Linked DNA regions of Mus musculus: region 2 is linked to region 1. Evidence: chromatin contacts called from public Hi-C data. All regions are on one chromosome and are shown on one strand. Each heading gives the region's core, a stretch centred on a gene start, on an enhancer-like site or on the middle of the called end of the contact. The rest is flanking DNA. Distances are from core to core; before and after follow the strand shown.

Evidence for each region. Hi-C and Micro-C count contacts between places; a contact is called where the count stands out from the background.
Region 2: a Hi-C map of CD8 T cells shows a contact between it and region 1, with 2.6 times the contacts expected there. The contact joins two enhancer-like sites. A contact is called at or near these places in 1 of 15 datasets of contacts at CTCF or cohesin (CD8 T cells), 8 of 484 Hi-C or Micro-C datasets (CD4 T cells, CD8 T cells, Th1 cells and 2 more) and 3 of 115 datasets of contacts at active chromatin or transcription factors (CD8 T cells, embryonic stem cells and memory CD8 T cells).

Annotation. Positions count from the first base shown.
Region 1 is chr12:25,861,424-25,868,496 of GRCm38.p6, forward strand. No RefSeq gene overlaps it. Among named protein-coding and RNA genes, the nearest start is that of Gm29835, 110 kb to the right of the region's middle. Within about 2 kb of position 2,893, at least 27 of the 459 cell types and tissues checked have an H3K27ac peak or open chromatin away from gene starts, as enhancers often do. A contact at or near this core is called in CD8 T cells, Th1 cells, Th2 cells and 1 more, where this site is marked.
Region 2 is chr12:25,955,884-25,962,956 of GRCm38.p6, forward strand. No RefSeq gene overlaps it. Among named protein-coding and RNA genes, the nearest start is that of Gm29835, 20 kb to the right of the region's middle. Within about 2 kb of position 2,813, at least 24 of the 459 cell types and tissues checked have an H3K27ac peak or open chromatin away from gene starts, as enhancers often do. A contact at or near this core is called in CD8 T cells, Th1 cells, Th2 cells and 1 more, where this site is marked.

The sequences.
Region 1 (7,073 bases), core at 1,643-4,142:
ATCCTTAGTTCATGGTTCCAATATAGGAGAAAGGCTTTTTGGAGGACTCAGAAAAAGCAGTGTCTGATATACATTAGTATACTACATGTGCTCAATCCTCTATCTATCCATCATCTATCTATCCATCTATCATCTATCTATCTGTTTGTCTATCTGTCTGTCTATCATTTATCTTATTTTTTCAGAAGCAATGAAACTATGGAGAGTAGTGGGTAGCATAGTGAGAGGAGACAAAGGTGGAAAGATGAGGAGAGGAACTCTGTACAGGGTATCACACACCATCTATGACCTGTACTGTCAATGCTACACAAGTGTTGTAGAGCTTTCAGTAAAGGTCAGACAATCCTGATGATGAGAACAATGGGCCAAGCCAGAGGGCCCCATCTTTGCCCCCTCCACACTTTTACTCCTTTTTTCCCATTTTTATTAGGTATTTAGCTCATTTACATTTCCAATGCTATACCAAAAGTCCCCCCATACCCACCCACCCCCACTCCCCTACCCACCCACTCCCCCTTTTTGGCCCTGGCGTTCCCCTGTACTGGGGCATATAAAGTTTGCATGTCCAATGGGTCACTCTTTCCAGTGATGGCCGACTAGGCCATCTTTTGATACATATGCAGCTAGAGTCAAGAGCTCCGGGGTACTGGTTAGTTCATAATGTTGTTCCACCTATAGGGTTGCAGATCCCTTTAGCTCCTTGGGTACTTTCTCTAGCTCCTCCATTGGGAGCCCTGTGATCCATCCATTAGCTGACTGTGAGCATCCACTTCTGTGTTTGCTAGGCCCCGGCATAGTCTCACAAGAGACAGCTACATCTGGGTCCTTTCAATAAAATCTTGCTAGTGTTTGCAATGGTGTCAGCGTTTGGATGCTGATTATGGGGTGGATCCCTGGATATGGCAGTCTCTACATGGTCCATCCTTTCATCTCAGCTCCAAACTTTGTCTCTGTAACTCCTTCCATGGGTGTTTTGTTCCCAATTCTAAGGAGGGGCATACACACTTTTACTCTTACCACTAGTTGGAAGCGCTTTTTTTTTTTTTTCTCTCGTCAATGGCAGACCTCAAATTCCTATGCTGGAAAAATGTCAAGGTCTTCAAGTTCTTTAAGAAGAGACTGCCCACTTCTTCTGAGGTTCACACCAGAAATGCTGGCTAGTATGTGGGGGAAAAGAGGCTTTCTTTGTGGTTTGCCAGCTTCATGGGCTGACACATAAATAAGCATAGGTAAATAATTTTCTGGAAACCAGCCAAGTAAAATGATATGTTCTCAGACCAACCTGGAGATCCGAGTCAGAAGTGAGGCCATCTTTGCCACAGTGCTCATGCATGGTTTACAGGTTCCCTGTTTAGCTGACTCCCTTGGAAGAGTCTGTATAATACCAGATCAAGCCTCCTTAGGTCTTACTCTAAAGACTGTCTCTAAACAGAGCAAAAGAGGAGACAGGCATCTTGAAGCTGAGAAGTGGGAGGGAGAACAGAGATAAGAGAAAAAAATAGGAGTTGAAATCTGTGATGGGCAACCACAGACCTCATGCCTAGGGGATTAAAACACTCTATAGTGATTATCCCCAAATGGATTGCATTGTGTCTTTTCATTGTGATGGTGCTAAAATGGTCACCAGGAAGTCAGAAAGTCAACTTCAGGTTTTCACCAGCATTTGTGTGTACCATGGGAACCCCTCACATGACCTGCATATGTTAGCTAAATGCCCCAAACCAATGGTAGATGCCTGGCATTGAAGAGCTCTGGAGATGCCTTCCTCCTGAAGAGCCACAGTGGCTTTTCAGAAGGCCTCTCTGGGTTTTACAGTCAGAGCCTCTGAAATTCTCAGGGCCCCAGGAGTGATCTTTACAGTCGTTATCTGTGTGTTCCAGGTAGCTGATGCTCTCTTGTTTAAAATTCTCCAGTGAGATTCCAGATTTGTCAGGGTGAACTTCAAAGTCCCTGTGTCCTTTGGTTACTGTGAGCCTTTGCAGGCCTCAGCCCCCTCTCTACGTGAAATATTTTCTTTCTGGCATTTTCAAGGATGGACCCCTTCTCATGTGTGTACGTGTGCATGTGTTTTCATGTGAGTGAGTTGTGTCCTTTATCAAGTGTCCTCTAATTCCTGACCCCTGACTGTTTTGGGACAGGGTCTCTCACAGCCTGCCAAGTAGACTAGGATGGCCGACCAGTGACCTCCAGTGGTCAGCCTACTTGCCTCCCCTTCCGGAGTCTGGAGTTTTAAGTGCTTACTCTTCCCATTCTGAAACTTGTGATGGACACCAAGCTTTCGTCAAACTCAGAGTTTCTCCTGCCTCTGCCTGACAAATGCAGGCACTAAAAGCGTACACCACTCTATTTTGCTGTTTGCCCTGCTCTAACTCCCTTTATTTTATATTCTCTCTGCTTTAACAATCGATGTCTCATCCCACTTTCTCACCATGTTCCTGTTCCATCCTGTTATTCCTCCCCTCCCCTTGCCGCCATCAAGACACTGTTGGTAAGATGCTGCTTCCTGTGAGACCTGCCCTGGAAGTGAGCTGGGCTATCCCTGTTCTCATCGAAGCTTAGGCTTGCTCTGTTGCTGCTCTGGATTCTCTGGGCATTTTCTCACTTAGTTTTCTTTTGCCTCTCCCTGGTGACTTTGACTTGCATGTGCAGTCTGTGATCTAAACACAGGGCACAACTGGTGACAGAAAAAAAAGATAAACAAATAAATGTGAGATAAAGAAATAAAAGGAAACTAGGCGTACTGACATTCTAATAAAGAGGTCTCTGTACTATCTATCATGCAGAGGCCCAAAATGCTGTCATAACCTTTTGCCTCCTCAGGCTGTGTAGGAACCATGCTAACCTCAGCCTCGGCAATGTGACAGATCTTCCTGGAATAACCAGAATCAGGGGGGCTGGGTGTCTCTTGCCCACACCCAGTGCTGTGTTCGCTTTCTGTGTTTCCTGTCTGCCCACTCACGTTTGATTTGGTCTCTTTCTCATCAGTGAGGCTATTTTCTTTCACAACATATGCTTATTTTTTATTTTGCCCATCCTTTTGAAATGCTCATGTCTCTCTGACATTTGTCAAAATGGTTTAATGTTTTTTATTTTATAAATTCACGTCTTTAGAGACCTGCCCTTGCAATTTAGGGATACAACCACCAGGTGGCAGGATGGCTTTCAAACTACCAGGCTCAGCCTATTGGCTGAATTCTGTAGGAAGTAGGTGTCTACCCAACTTAAGAATGGCAGCCCCTGCAGGGCACTTCTAGGGTGAGAAGCTCAGGGAGGGAAGACAGCCATTTAGTTATGAAAATGGAGGGGAAAAAAGTCGTCTGTGCAAATGCCTGGGGTCAGCAATTTAGGAGCACTGATTACCATCCATGGCGGTCCTTCTCCTCAAGAGTTAAGTCATCTGACAAGGTGTCCTTCAACCATGTTGGACACTGCCTTGATCTCACTCAGTAGGGATGCTCCATCTCTCAAATAGCCCTTTCTAAGCAACCTTTAGCACTGCCATGTCACTGATGTCTGTCCGGGTGGGTCTTAGAGCTATTCCCTCTTATTTGCCCCCTCCTCCAAGAAATCTGTCAGAAGAAATCAAAGGAAAAATTTTAAAAAAGGCCATGGTGGCTGTGTTCCATGCAATGTTTTGTTCTGTTTCCACCAGAAGGGAAAGATTCGAAATGTCCCACCACCTGGGTCCACTTGGTTTGCCTGAAGTTAATTCACTCACCAGCTGTCAGGGCTGCTTCTGTCCTTGGGTGAGATTTGGCTTGCTCACCCACTCTTCTGAGCTGCAACTGGGCCTGGCCTCATTAGAAGCCATGTGGCCTCCATAGCTGGCACCATTACTGTCCCTGGAGTCAACCCGGATTACATCAGCCTCCTCTGATGGCCCAGAGCAGATTTCACACTTTTTTTCCTCTTTCCAATTTGTGCTGTTTGGTTGCTGCCTTTGCATCCTGGGGAGTCGCTGTGTGGTATGCAGTCAGAGGGGCTGCCATGATTCTCAGTCTTGCTCTTACAGCTCAGCCCCACTTCTCCAACTCAGTGCCCCCGGGGGACTCCAGGTGGGGGTGAGCTTACAAACACTATCCACTTTAAATTTTTTTCTGAGTAACTCAGGTTGGTACTGTAGATGGTGAGGTTTTTGGCAGACTTATACTCCCCATCCTTTCTAACAGATGCATGGGAGAATCCCAAGAGTGCACACGGGAGCATATCTTTGTTCAAAAGGCTGGGCAGCCTTCTATTGACTTGACCCACACCAGGTGGGGGATACACATAGAGGCTTTCTCATGGAGTTAATGAAGCTGAACAAGAATTTACTCGGGTCTTCTATCACATTGCTGGGTACCATTTAGATGGATTGTGGGTGATGAAAATGAGCTTGAGTTATGCATGAGAAACGTTAAATTCCAGTCTTCACTGCACCCCTGTAAATACCTGCGCTGTTTAAGAGATATAAGAATGCATACTGCAGAAGACCAACATCGCCCAACAGGTGACAGAGACTCAGAACAACACTGTTCTGGGTCTTTCTAGACCAAACCTTGCATGCTCTCCTCTGAAGCAGTTCATGTCATTCCTAAGTCTGATTGTTTTTCAGTTCATAAAAGCAAGACTTGCTTAGTATAAAAAATTCAAAGACGTAGACAAATACAGTCTTTGAACTATCTTTGGCCCATGAGTCAGTGTTAACTTCACCAAACGATTTGATGTGTCTCCATTCTGTGGTTATTGTCAGCAATATTTCTAATACACAGCTAAGTAGATCAACAGATGGGCCAACACTCAGTTAACTCTTTCTCCATTGGTCTAAATTTGAGTCTTGTCTCACACAAATGGCAATCACAGGGTAGAGTTTGAATTCCCCCTTCAGGGACTATCAGTACTTGGAATATTTCTTGGCCAATAGCCTCAGTGCATGTGAAGCTGATTTGCACACTGGCAACTCGAAGTCCTGTGTGCAGATGCCTCACTTATCTACCTGCAGAGACGATGAGAGGAAATGCGCCACAGTGTCCGCACATTCTAGGAAGAGAAGATGCCATCTTGCTGACTATATTTCTCATGGGATTGAACACCTTCTATTTTGGTCATTTAGAGACAGGTTTTTCTATTCTTACTTTTTTGGTCAGTTATATATTTTATTTCCACTGTTGGAGATTTGACATTGCTATCTTCTGACCTGTTTATACGGAGTATATAAGTAGCTGATATATTTTATATCATATATTTTATATAGATCTTGATCTTTTCCATTTTACTCTGAAACATGAGAAGGTGAATTTGTCTTTCCTGGTTCCAATGAATAACAGTCCTCTCCCACCTCTCACCACAGATGCACACGGAGAGGCTTGGGCCAAACAGGAAAGTCATCCAAGTACCAGCTTACAGAAGGAAGTAAACTATAGCCAAGCCATTATTTTTTGACCTTCTCTGGTGTGCCTCCTCCTATTTATTCCTTCTCTCTCTAAAACTCCAAAGGAAAAGGCCAGGTTTTCTTCTATATCAACACTCTCTTCTGAAGATTTACTTATTAGCTTATTATTTGTGTGTGTGTGTGAAAAAGACATAGCCATTGCTCATGACTGTATGTGCATCATGTGTGTGCAGGGACCCAAGGAGGCCAGACAAAGGCAATGGGATCCCTGGAACTATGGTTATAGGCAACTGTGAGCCACGAACTATGTGGGTCCTAGGAAGTGATCCTGGGTCTTCTGCCAAACCAGTGAGTGCTCTTAAGCACTGAGCCATCTCTCTAACCCCTATCTCCATTGCCTTATAAACACATTTTTGATTATTCGGAAAACCTTTATTGCTCTTATTTTATAAAATATTCAAAAATGTAGTATATAAGGAAAAATTTGTTTTTCTCAAAATTTGTACTATTAATTAAATTTGTTCTTTTACACTTTCATATACATACACCCTGCATTCAAATCACCCTCATTCCTAACCTTGCCCATCTCTTTACTCTGCTTGCACATTCCCCTCCTTATTACAAATCCCATTCATGTCTACTAGTTTTGCTTTGTGATCCACTGAGTTTAACCAGGATTATCTACCTGTGTGATCACATGTTTGGCATTATCTACTGGAGCCTGGAGGGCTCAGAAATGGGTAGACAACTGAAGATAACAGCTTCACCTCTCCTAGAATCTACCATGGCCAATAGTTCATCACTAAGTGGTGGGACTCGTGTGCTCTTCAACTTCTGTGGCTGATTGTTGACAGGTATCATAATAGCCCAGTGTGGGTAACTGAGGTTGTTCTGAGTTCACAATTGCAATGTGGTTGTGTCCAGTCTAGAAGATGGACTTTTGCAGCCTATCATCACATTTTCTCACTCTTTCATACTTTCTGTCCCCTTCCATAAGTTTTCTGAGCCTTAGAGTGGCATCATAAGCATTTTGTTTAGGGCTAGACCTTAGCTGATATTAATTACCAGCACCTTTGGCAGCCATGGGTATCTGAATTCGCTGCCCTTCACTGCAAAAAGAGGCTTCTATCAGTAAAGATACGCGAGTCACTTGAACATTTAGGCCAAAACATGAAAACTTATGTAGTAATTTGAAGCTACGTCAACTTAGACACACGAGAATTATAATTTACTCACCTGGGCCTGCAACCTCCTCAGGCATGAACTGTTAACCAGGCCTATAGTACCAGGACTGAGCTCCCCCTCTGATGGAATGGGATTCAAATCTATCTAGAAAGTAGCTGGTTACCACACAACAGCCATGACACCATTACAAAGGTGGGTGCATCTTGTCTGGCAGGTTGGTTTCCTGGCTTGAAGAGTTTACAACTGAGTACCATAGTTGAGGCCTCTTCCCCTCCAGAAGCCTTCATAACACATTCCAGCATGCTGAAAGGCAGGCAGCAAGATGATGCTGTCAGCTCAGTTCCAGCTATATGATGTCTTCAACAATGGGACCGTATTCTCTAGTCTAGTGGGCAACGAAAACAAACCTGACAGGAGCCTGTATTATTTTGGAGGCCTTTGGGGGTATACTAGACTAAGAATGATTATTTTTTTTCAGATCTATTTTAGAATGAAATGATTTAAAGCCACTAAGTAC
Region 2 (7,073 bases), core at 1,563-4,062, 94 kb after region 1:
CCTGCCTGCTCTGTGTCATGGATCTCATCCCTACATCCCAAGCCCTCCTTGGCACCTCTTTACCATGGTGCTAGGGTTTAAGCATTCATTAGGGACACAGTGTACCTAGGCCATCACTGGCAATTGACACAGTTGACAAAGAAATAGAATATTTAGAACATCCCGGGGCAGCCCCAGACGACCCCTTCAGCAACAGATCCCAGATCTCAGAATTATCTCTTCTTGGTGAAACTGTAGTTCTGAGTACCCTATGTATTCTGGACACCACAAAGGGAGGGAGAACCTTGTTCTTCTGCTTCATAAGCATAGGGAATCTAATCAGACAGGACACAGAGCACCTACACATAGAGAGGGGCTCAAAGATCAGACAAGTTTTGACCAGGCCATTCACTAGGTCCAGCATGGCCTCCTGTGGTGGATTTCTTGCTGTGTTACTGGCTCATGTGACAAAAGAGCATTCCCGATCTATCGTCATGGCCACCACCATTGTCATGGTCTTCTGTTCGTGTGCCAGGCAAGGTATGTAATTTCTATTCATTTTTTACAAAAGGTATTTGTCTTCCCAGTATGTGTGCAGATTGCTACGATGCACACTCAGTAGTCAGAGGACCACTTGCAGGAGTCGGTTCTCTCTTTCTAAGTTTGTGTCCCCTGATATCAAACTCATTAGACCTGACTGAAGGTACCTTTATCTACTGAGTCAACTCACCAACTTTCTCTTAACCCCCTGTGTGTGTGTGTGTGTGTGTGTGTGTGTGTGTGTGTGTATGTGTGTGTGTTTGTGTGTGTGTGAACATGAGTACAAGTAGAGGGTAACCCAAAGACTCTGCTCCCCCTAAATCTGGATTTACATACAAGTGGTTGTGAGCCATCTGACACGCGCTCTCACATCTATGCCTGGGTCCTCTGAAAGAGCAAGTACAGCCCCATTCTGTTTACTGTTGCAGGATGGAGACTTTCCAGAGAGGGAGGAGCTGACTCATGTTTTCCATTGGGGTTTTGTTTGATTTGTTTTGATTTTCAATTAATTAGAACATATTAAGTTTTAATATGGCATTTTAAAACAAAGTTTGTTATTGATATTCTCCTCCTTCTTCCAGCCTCATCTACCTCGGTAGTATCTCATTTCTTCTTTCACATTGTGTGTCTTAGCCTTCCCTACCTTCTTTCTGAGCCTCTCTTCCTTTTCCTGGCCCCTTTCTATCTTCTTATGTTTCATTTCAATGGAACGTCAGACTCACCTATCTTGTTCCATAATCTGACTACTTTGTATCACTACCCTGACGTATGAAGGCCAATATCAATGGGATGAAAAGCAGGAGCCAGATAATTTATTGTCTCAGAAGTATTATTACAGACACAGAAAGACATGTTTTCTACAGAAGGGTGTGGGAGGAACACAGTGGTTCCACAGCATCTTCAGAGTGGGTGATGCAGAGGTTACAGACCAGGGCGTCAATCTGTCCAGCTGTGAAGATACCATGAAGATCACTCTGAGGGACAATAAGTCTTGCCTGGTTAATTTTCCCAAGTGTGTAGACATAAAGTGTAGAGAATAACCTAGCAGCCAGGCTGATGTCTGTATGGACAGGAGATGTCCCTTAACATTTGAAGACAACTGTGGCCTCTCAGGTCCATGACTGGATCTAACCTTAACACAAGTGTCCACATTTTTGTTGAATAGTCAGCTTTCTATTACTGCATCAAGATATTTAAGATTAATGTACTTTCTGAGAAGGGGGGAGTTGGCTCCTGGTTTCAGTCCATGATAGTTGGAGCTGTTGCTTTGGGGCTATGATGACAGGGGGCAGTACAGCATGACAGGAAGCTGCTCCTGTGGTGACTGACATGCAGAAAAGAGATGTTGAGAGACCAGAAGACCATCTCCCAGCCCCACACTGAAGCTTTCACCACTTCCTGTCATCTCCATATCAGGAACCAAGTTTGCAATGTGGAAGCCTGCAGGGGATGCTTCACATCTGAATTACAGCATTCCCATACCCAGCTTCCTTCACTGTTCAAACATCACAGGAGACATACCTCCCAGAGACGCTGTGGAGTTTAAAGGTGTGTGTGTCTGTGTGTGTGTGTCCATCTGACAAATACAAGAGATAGCATACCACAAATGGCAGCAAGAGTATATCAAGTGGGATAGATGAAGGATTAGGAGGAATCAAACATGTAATGGAGAATTCAGAAAGACAAGAGCTATTGGGGATGGACTATTCAAAGGGAATGAAGCTTATCCTAGATTCTCCATTCATCTTCTCTTCTTGAACAAGAGTCTTTATACACATGAGGGCATATCTTCATGTAGTGTGGTAGGAATGAGGAAAACAAAGGGAACCTTCTCCCTCTTGGAGCAAGGGATATGTGCATCTCTTCCCCCAAACCCAGCTGGTCCCTTCTGCTCCTCCTAAGCCTGATCCCTCCAGGTGGTACCATGAAAAAGGCTAGGCTTGGTAAGGCGAGGGGTTAAGCATTTGGGTGATGAATTCAGCTACTTAGACTCTGGATTTGTAGAATGAGTGGAGGCTAGAAAGTTCTAGATGGAGAGCATGCTATAATTCTAAGTGGACAGAACAAACTGAAGTGTTCTCTTGTGTTCCTGAGCTTGTGACTGTAAAAGGATCACACACATACACACACACACACACACACACATACTCCTCCCCCCACCCCACACACACAATTTTACATCGAATGAAACTGGAGCTAGTGGTCTGAATGAGTTCCCCATCCCCACCCATGAGCTGTAGGGAGCAGATGCAGGCACCCTGCACTCCTCTCAACAAGTGTGTTGCACCTGGGGCTGCAGGCAACCTGCACCCTGCACCCCTCCTCAGGTTGGCTGCACGTGGAACTGCGTAGGTGTGTTTTTCCCCACTTGTTGATTTGGTTACTAAAAAGAACTTTTGATGGAGACCACATCCTTTGACTGAGTATCAGGAAAGTTTATTAAAAGTGGTTCAGAGAACACAATAAAAACCCAGACTATCTGATTTGACTGTGTTTGCCCAGCTCCTTTCTCTGACACTAGGTTATAAACACACCTCCGCAATCAGCTGTACTTTCCCTCTTGAAAGGACATTTCAGAAAGTGTGGTAAGAGAGCAAGCAGGCCTTGCTGTGACAAACCAGAACATGAGAAAATTCTTTACTGTAGACAGTTCCCATTTGCAGTACCCGAAAGTATGCTCACCACTGGTCACACACTCTCTACACATGGTCCAGGCTCTGCCAGCTCCCAGGAATATGTCCATCAAAGGGAGCAAGTAGCTTCCAAAATGCCCTTGCCTTTAGTCCAGATGTCCTTAATAAAGGCAGGCAGGTGACCCACAGGGTCACTATCCATCTACTTCTTCTCTGACTTAATCATCTTCTCTCTCTGTTGTTAATTTGAATGCAATTTCTCTTGAATTGTTTTGCTCACATTCAAAAACCTGAGGATGGAGATCCCCCTTGGCCTCAGAGAATCTCTATAACCTCTGACCTCTACCCCTGAAACAACCCTGTTACCTGTTATAGCCATTCAACTCTTGCCTTTCTCAGTCAGTGATAGGAGTCAGATGGCATCTGAGAATATGTCTGTACCACTGTGTGTGTGTGTGTGTGTGTGTGTGTGTGTGTGTGTGTAACTGTCTGTCTGTCTGTAGGCTGATGTGTACATGTGTTTGCAGAATGTGAGAGTATACATATGTGTATATGTATATTCTTCTGTGGAGTGTAAATGGACAGTTGGAGGTCAAATACAATCTTGAGAGTCAGTTCTAATTATCCACTTTGTTCGAGGCAATATCTCTTTCTTCTTTACTACTGTGGATGCCAGAACAGCTGATTTGTGAATTTCTAGGAGTCCTCCTGTTTCCCCATATGAACATTGGGACTGTAAATGTGATACTTCACTTGGCTTTATGTGGGCATTTGAGATTTGAATTCAAGTTTTCACCCTTGCATGCCATGTACACTATTCACCAGGTCATCTCTACCACCCTATCTGAGACCATTTATATCTTATTTATTCATGTGTCACTGACAGAAAACAAACCCATGGCAAATATACCAGTGTCTGTAATGAAGAATATAGAAGTGAATCCACAGAGGAAAAGTTTCTGTACCCAGAAAACTTAGCCTTTAGGAAAGAGAATGAAAATAACAACCAGGCCTTACAAAGATCATATGCCCCAGTACAGGGGAATGCCAGGGCCAGGAAGTAAGATTGGGTGGGTTGGGAATCAGGGTGTGGGGAGGGTATAGGGGGCATTGGGGATAGCATTTGAAATGTAAATGAAGAAAATATCTAAAAAAGAAAAGAAACAATATAACAATGTAGCCAATACCATGAAAATGAGTACACAGCATGGTGGAGAATACAGCAGACACGGGCTGAAGGAAGAGGCCTCCCTACCATCTTCCCAGGGGAGACAAAGGAAAAGATCAGCTTGGGAAGTTTGGACTGAATATAAACATAGGGCAAGTGTGTATAGCAATGGGGAAAAGCAATGTAACCCCGTGGCTGGAGGACAGTATATCAGTTCCTCAGCTCATCTGAGCATTCTGCTTCGTGATTGTTGAGTGAGAATAGAAAGAATGTGGAAACCATACTATTGAAGACATAGAGAGTCAAAGAAAATGCATGGATGTCACCAAGGTCATTGGTTGAATGGCAATGTGAGAGCAGCGCACAGAGCAGTGGCACCTACAAACTCACCCACTGAGAAACTGATTTGCTTCCATTTTCCATCTTTGTTACGGGCACAGCAACCTGTTTCCTTACAGATTTGCCTTGTGATCCTGTGATTCTGGGATCCTGAGATCCTGGATTTGTCAGAGCTACAGGAAGTCAAGCTGTCTCTGGAATCCTGAGATCCTGGTGTAATCAAGCTCCTGAAATCTTGGGATCCTGTGATCCTGTGGTCCTGGGCATGTTAGAGCACCTGGGAGTGGAGCTTCCTCTGGGTGTTGTGGGACTGGCTGGAGAGTTCTCATCCAAGTTCTGCTCAGGGCACCGGCTCAGACTGTAAGGAACCTGTGCCACTGGTCAGGAGCAGTTCCTGGGTGCCTGGGTCCCGCTGGTCCCAATTACCTCTAGAATAACTCTGAGGAGTTCTGACACAACCAGGATCACAGGAAGGACAGGCTCCAGTCAAATATAGTGAGAGCAGGTAGCACTAGAGATAAGCAGATGGCGGGAGGCAAGCAAAAGAACATAAGCAAGAGAAGCCAAGATTCCTTGGTATCATCAGAACCCAATTCTCCCACCATAGCAAGTCCTGGATACCTCAACACACCAGAAAAGCAAGATTCACATCTAAAATCACTTCTCATGATGATGATGATGATGATGATGATAGAGGACTTTAAGAAGGACATAAATAACTCCCTTAAAGAGATATAGGAGAACACAGGTAAATAGCTATAAGCTCTTAAAGAGGAACCACAAAAATCTCTTAAAGAATTACAGGAAAACACAATCAAACAGGAGAAGGAAATAAAGCCATCCAAGATCTAAAAATGGAAATAGAAACAATAAAGAAATCACAAAGGGAGACAACCCTAGAGTTAGAAAATCTAGGAAAGAGATCAGGAGTCATAGATACAAGCATCACCAACACAATACAATAGATAGAAGAGATAACTTCAGGGGCAGAAGATACCATAGAAAACATTGACACAACAGTCAAAGAAAATGCAAAAAACAAAAAGCTCTTAACCCAAAACATCCAGGAAATCTAGGACAGAATGAGAAGACAAAAATCTAAGGATAATAGGTATAGAAGAGAGCTAAGATTCCCAAGTTAAAGGGCCAGTAAATATCTTCAACAAAATTATAGAAGAAAACTTCCCTAACCTAAAGAAAGAGATGCCCATAAACATACAAGAAGCCTACAGGCCAGGTAGTGGTGGCTCATGCCTTTAATCCCAGCACTTGGGAGGCAGAGGCAGGCAGATTTCTAAGTTCAAGGCCAGCCTGGTCTACTACAGAATGAGTTCCAGGACAGCCAGGGCTATACAGAGAAACCCTGTCTTGGGAAGAAAAAAAAGCCTACAGAACTCCAAATAGACTAGACCAGAAAAGAAATTCCTCCCATCACATAAAAATAAAATCATCAAATGCACTAAACAAAGAAAGAATATTAAAAGCAGTAAGTGAAAAAGGTATAACATATAAAGACAGACCTATCAGAATTATACCAGTCTTCTCACCAGAGACCATGAAAGCTAGAAGATCCTGGGCAGATGTCATACAGACCCTAAGAGAACACAAATGCCAACCCAGGCTACTATACCCAGCAAAACTCTCAATTACTTTAGATGGAGAAACCAAGATATTCCATGACAAGACCAAATTTACAAAATATCATTCCATAAATCCAGCTCTACAAAGGATAATAGATGGAAAACACCAACATAAGGAGGGAAACTACACCCTAGAAAAATCAAGAAAGTAACCTTCTTTCAAGAAATCCAAAAGAAGATAGCTACACAAACATGATTTCACCTTTAACAACCAAAATAACAGGAAACAACAAGCACTTTTCCTTAATAGCTCTTAACATCAATGGACTCAATTCCCCATAAAGAGATAGACTAACAGATTGGATATGTAAACAGGACCCAGCATTTTGCTGCATACAATAAAAGCACCTCAGTGACAAAGACAGACACTACCTCAGAATAAAAGGTTGGGAAACAATTTTCTAAGCAAATGGTCCCCAAAACAAGCTGGAGTAGCCATTCTATTTATGGAATAAAATCAACTTTCAATCAAAAATTATCAAAAATGATAAGGAAGGACACTTCATACTGGTCAAAAGAAAAATCTACCAAGAACTCTCAATTCTGAACATTTATGCTCCAAATGCAAGGACACCCACATTTATAAAAGAAACTTTACTAAAGCTCAAAGCACACATTGCACCCCACACAGTAATAGTGAGAGACTTTAGCACCCCACTCTCAGCAATAAACAGATCATGGAATCAGAAGCTAAACAGAAACACAGTGAAACTAACAGAAGTTAAGAACCAAATGTATCTAACAGATATTTATAGCACATTTCATTCTAAAGCA